Linked DNA regions of Gossypium hirsutum: region 1 is linked to region 2. A link is a contact called in public Hi-C data. All regions are on one chromosome and are shown on one strand. The core of a region is the stretch at or near the end of the contact, and the rest is flanking DNA. Distances in the headings are between cores, read along the strand shown. Region 1 holds the start of LOC107923977. Region 2 has its middle 41 kb from the start of LOC121210458.

Evidence for each region. A called contact is a pair of places that touch in the nucleus more often than the background predicts.
Region 1: a Hi-C map of leaf shows a contact between it and region 2, with 3 times the contacts expected there. The contact joins the promoter of LOC107923977 here to the enhancer-like site in region 2. A contact is called at or near these places in 9 of 34 Hi-C or Micro-C datasets (anther, callus, hypocotyl and 1 more).

The regions. Positions count from the first base shown.
Region 1 is chrA11:20,106,873-20,109,755 of Gossypium_hirsutum_v2.1, reverse strand. LOC107923977 reads left to right here and starts at 1,545. Exons shown (of 3, transcript XM_016854203.2): 1 at 1,545-1,998; 2 at 2,670-2,693. The coding sequence starts at 1,806. It overlaps LOC107923976 (fatty acid hydroperoxide lyase, chloroplastic), which reads right to left. Exons shown (of 4, transcript XR_005904912.1): 4 at 2,843-2,883.
Region 2 is chrA11:19,923,362-19,926,373 of Gossypium_hirsutum_v2.1, reverse strand. It overlaps the pseudogene LOC121209795. Among protein-coding and RNA genes, the nearest start is that of LOC121210458, 41 kb to the right of the region's middle. Within about 2 kb of position 1,368, at least 4 of the 9 cell types and tissues checked have an H3K27ac peak or open chromatin away from gene starts, as enhancers often do. A contact at or near this core is called in leaf, where this site is marked.

The DNA.
Region 1 (2,883 bases), core at 296-2,795, 180 kb before region 2:
GGTAATAATCCCTTCTCCTCCAAAACGCACAGCATTAGAGAGGACCAAAATGCAATCGAAATAAATCATAGGGCCAAATAAAAAATAACGAAAGTTTTAATTACAAAGCTATAAAAAGCAGAAGGGCTAAATGCGCAATTAGCCCTTCCAATTAAAAACGCGCGGATCCTAGGTTGGAGCAGGTCGGGTCAAACGGGTCAGACAGGTCAAGGGCAAAGCGAAAAACTAGTATCCATTCAAGATAAAATAATATATAAAACTGTTTAGAAGTAATATACAAAATAATATAATTCTAAAATGCTATACATGAAATGAAAAACTTATTATAAATATATATATAGAATAATAGCAGTAATAATATTGCAAAAATAATTAATATGATAATAAGACAAATATAGTAAGTAAAAAAAAGAAAGTATTATAATAATAATAATAATAATAATAATAATAATAATAATGACAAAGATATAAAGAAATAATAATAAAAATAATGGTAACCATAAAAGTAAATATAATTATAGTATAAAAAATAATAATAATAGTGGAAATAATATTAATAAAAAGAATATAAAAAATGAATGTAATAGTAATATATAATAATTATGAAATAGTACTAATAATAAAAAATTAGAAGATAATAAAATAATAATAATTAATTAATTTAAAAAATAAAATAGAAAAAAATAACGAAAAAAAGATTAAATTGAACTTAAAATAGAGTTTTAGGGCTAATCCGAAATAAAAATAAGGTTAAAGGACCAATTTGCATGCACGAATAACAAGGAGGGACCAAAAGGGTAATAATCCCTTCTCCTCCAAAACGCACAGCATTAGAGAGGACCAAAATGCAATTGAAATAAATCATAGGGCCAAATTAAAAATAACGAAAGTTTTAATTACAAAGCTATAAAAAGCGGAAGGGCTAAATGCGCAATTAGCCCTTCCAATTAAAAACACGCAGATCCTAGGTTGGAGCGGGTCGCGTCAGACGGGTCAAGGGCAAAGCGACATTGTTTTAGGCATTTGAGGCCAGTCCAAAACAACGTCGTTTTGGGGGGCCTAAATAAGGCCAAAATCTTTAAAAAAAAACACTTGCAACCTTCTTTCAAAAAAAAAAACTCCCTTCCCCCCTTTATTCTCTCTGCAAGCCTAAAGGTTCAGCCAGGCTCCGTTCACCGACCACCGCCGCAACTGTACCCGTAGGCTAAATAAATTAACTATTATCATTTGTGTCAATATTCAAATTTTAAAATTCAAAAAGTATAAGAACTTGGAATGATTTCAATTGGAGAATATAGACTAAATCTACAACTGTACGCATAGTACAAGACTAATAATTAAAGTTAACCAAATGGAATTAACTATTACCATTTGATTTAGGATTAAAATTCAAAATTTTAAAAGTATAGAGACTAAAATTGATGAAATTAAAGTATACAGACTAAATTTATAGTTTTATAAAGTAGAAGGACTAATAACAGAATTTACCTAAAGTAATTTGCTAATTGTAATTGTTTTAAATTTTGGTTTGCTAAAGTTGGTACGCGGCCCAAAGTTTGACATTGTCGACAATAGATTTTTTGTTCCAATAACAGTTTCCTACTTCCTTCCCCTTCCCCTTCGCATTCCCACTCCTACACACTCATGTCGATGAAAGATTGACGAACCCACCCGCAAATTTTCGACTGTCGAAGAACCGTTAAATAAAAACAAAATGCATGGTTAGAATTTGACATTTTGCCGACTACTGCATCCAATTGCTTCAGTCTCGATTTGGTTTCCAGTTAGACTCTGAGATAGAAGAGATGGCAGTGAACCAGACGGCGGCGTTGAAGGTGGGGTTGTGTCTATTGGGACTCTGTTTATTCGGCTACATAGTGGGTCCTCCTCTGTATTGGCATTTCATGGAAGGATTAGTAGCCGTCAGCCACACTTCCAACACTTGCCCACCTTGCCTTTGCGATTGCTCTTCTCAGCCTCTTCTCACAATCCCTGAAGGTATTCCCAGATCTGGCTCGATCTCATCTCCTCCTTTCTTGTTTCCATTTCATATATATTGGATTTGATCAGTTTCACAAACCTCAAAATCATGTTGTAGTAGTAAACTGTAATTTGAAATGAGTGCTTTATGCGCTTCCTGCCCAATTTATTTACACTTGGAGAGTGGAGATCCTATGATTTCCCCTCTTTTTTTTGTTCATCGAATTTTCAATTAGTTACTGCCTAATTTTAATTTACAATAGATGAGTTTTGGAATATTATGATAACCCATTATTCTTTTGTTAATTCTAGGAAGCTTTTATTCTTCGTGCGAATTTTTTCCAAGGCATAATATTTTCACTTAGAATTTTTATCAATGTTGTTTCTGTTGTCAATTAATAGAACTCCATATCCTTGGCTATGGGGTTTTACTTGGTAGTTATGAAGCTAATTATTGAAAGTTGAAACTCATGCCTGTTTTATGAATGCTGTTGTTAGCCTTTCTTTCTATTATGTTAATTTGTTGCTTTGTATTAGCATTCTCTATGCTACTTGCCCTGCAAAGTTCCAAGTTTCCATTTTTATTAAAGATGGCAATCGGGTATTTGGAAATGTTAATTATTTGCTCTTTGGCAATTTTGCCCAGCAAAATTAAGCTAATTTTATGGTTCTATCTTTAATTTATGCAGGACAGAGCAATGCTTCCTTTACAGGTCAGTTTCCTGTTTCTTTGTCATGGATGGATGTGTTTATTGGAATATGGGACTAACTTAATACAAAGAAATTTTACATTTGTTTTTCTATGCCTTTTAGATCACCTCTAATTTTAGCATGACCGACCCTCTCTGTTGAGTTTTTTTCACCATTGTTGCTGCTATCGCTTTCATTTAGGTGTCAACTTTA
Region 2 (3,012 bases), core at 119-2,618:
TTTATTCATGACAGTTGGCGTAACAAAGCATAATGCCTTGCCCTAGGTGTTTAAAACCAACAAGTTAACTAATTGTAAAACTCCCGTGGCCGTGGGTAATCTGAAAGAACAAACTAGAAATGAAATAATTGCATGTAGTTTGCAATTTTCTCAGGCATAAATGTTCCCAAAAATCGACCTGAATGATTATTGGACACGGAGCATGCTGAGCAAAATGAAGATGCTTGTAATTGTTGATGACAGTGAAAACAATCCATCTTTTAGAAAACGCAATGAACGCCACATCACTTTATACAGTAGCACAACAATCATGACTTTCAGCTAAACTTTCCGTTTGATCAACCCCACTCCTATAGAGTGAATCCTACCCCCCCCCCAACAACAAAAAGCCTTTTTATTTTATAAACACAAAATCAAACAAAAATGCTAATGAGAGCAAATCTGCTCCGTATGGACAATAAAATTCTACAACAAAATTATTCCATTTTCACTTACCTATAAATTAAACAAAAAATGTTAAAAGAAATCACCTCTTCCCGGGATAAATACCAGACCAGCCCCTGAGCTGAAATTCACCCCGGGGTTGTATCTCTGCACCAACCCCGACAAATCCGATGACAGATTCACCTGAGTCAAGACATAACTCAAATTCTCCCCCGGTCGGAGCGGATATGTAATAAACAGCCCGTAATCCTTCGAAATAGTAGCGTCACCGCACGAACAATTAACCACCACCCTAACCGTCCCAGTATCCGGTATATTCGTCGGCGGATAGGTATTGAACGGCAGCAACCAATTAACCGTTGTCAAGTTCGAGTAGTATTCTGTGGCGATCTTGTAGTAAGTGTCGTTGGACCTAACTCTGTAGCTGAACTCGTGGGCGGGTAATGAGCCGTTGATGCAATCGCAAGGGAAAGGAACATTGAGTCTAGTACCACTTTCGACGCTGTCTTTGTTGGCAACTTGTTTGTTGTAACTAAGGATTGAGTCGAAATTTAACGTGGAGGAAGGAGCAAGGGTCGAATTAAAAAGCTCGGATACGAAGGTCAAGTTTGATTCTGGCGGAACGTAGTAGGATGCTAAGGCCGTGCAGCTTCTGGTGCATCTTGATTCTACTGAAATGGAGAAAGTTCAGATAAAAAGCAACGGAATTGGGAATAATTTAAGTAGCATTTTGGATTGTGAAATCCCTACGTTGGGATTTTGGGGGTTTTGATAGTCCAAGTCAAGGAAGAGGTTGGATGATATTTCAGAGCTGAGACCGTTGAGCTTAGTCGTTGGAAAAGAAACAGTAGTAGAACAAAAGTATGATGAGGTGGCAAATCATTATTGGGAGTCATTTTGACTCTTTTTCTTTTCATTGTATTGATTGTCGTATTGCGTACGGTTGTGTGTCGTACCAAGCGGTTCACATAACGATATAATCACTAGATATATTATAGACATGATAAAATGAATTTTAAGAAAATATAAATACTATTTCTCAAATAAATACTATGCAAATACAATTCTAGATTTTGGCTAATTTACATATATATGTGGCTTTTTTACACCAATATTATAAAATAAAAAATTAAATTCAAAAATAAGATATTTAAGGGGTAGAGGGTGGTGCATAGGCGGCACCATCTTATTTTTTTTGGCACGGTTTCATGTAAAAAAATTAATATTTTAATGGGCCACATCATTATGATTGGTAGCATCCAAAATATATAGGTATATACTAAATTTGGTTATAAAATATTGGTATAGGTCAGGAAGAGGCAATGCCAGGCAGGTAGGCGGCACCAGTCACACCTCCCTGACAGGCAACACTGGTGCCATGCTTCAATCTCGTCCGTCAGCATTGTCTAGTCACATCCTCGAGCCTCGAGAAGAAAGAGAAGAAAGATGGAGAGTGATTTGGGTGACCTTATAACCATGACCCCTCTTGTACAGAAGAAGAGAAACGATAAAAGAAAAAAAAGAAAAAGAAAACAACAGCAGTGAAAAAGAAGAGAAGGAGAAGAAAAAAAAGAACCACAATTTATTTTTGTTTATTTTTTTTAAATAGAAAGGATTATTATGAGGAATTGTTATAAATTATTTTGTTAGTATTGTTTAGTTTTTTTATTGTGATTTTTATGTTGTTTTTGATTTATTTTAAAGTTATTTTGTTAGTAACTATTATACATTGTTTGTTTAGTTTAGTGTTTATTGTGATTTGTTAGGTTATGAATGTAATTTTTTATTTTTTAAATTTATTTTAAAGTTATTTTGTTAGTAATTTATGATTAAGTTAATTATTTGTTTAGTTTAATGTTTATTGTGATTCGTTATGAATGTAGTTGTTTATTTATTTATTTATTTGACAATTATTTTTGATTTATTGAGATGTTGATTAATTTTGTTTTTATATATTTTTACAGGTTGTTTGGAAGAAACTAAATAGGTATGTTTCTGTTTTACTTTTGAATTCGTATGTTTTATTTGTTTAGATAATTTCGGTTTGTTTTAATTATATTATTACTGTAGACTAACATAAATTTTTGTTATGTAGGTAAAATATGAAATTTTTATAGATTTTTTATTGTATTTATATTATTATTGTACTATATTTATCGTATTATTTATTATATAATATTAATGTGTTTTGATAATTATTTAAAATGAACCCTTTAGAAATTAATTCTTGAAATCTTTTATTCTCCTATTATTGAGATAAAAAGGCTCAAATCCAAATTATTTACCTATTGTAATGTGTTTTTTGCAACAAACTAATTGAATTCATTTTTTTAAAAAATTGCAAATTACTAAATGGGTTCTTTGATTAATAATGACGATCACATATCAAAAACTATTAATAAGATGGTAATAAAATTGTTATTTGTTACTTATGTAATTTACGGAATTAAATTAGGTTATATTAACTATTTTGGAAATTTAATAGTGTCAGTGCCCATACCGCGAACTGAGGGGTCGTGTGAATAGTGTAGGCTATCTGCCGGATGAAAGTCTCATGCTATACTTGGA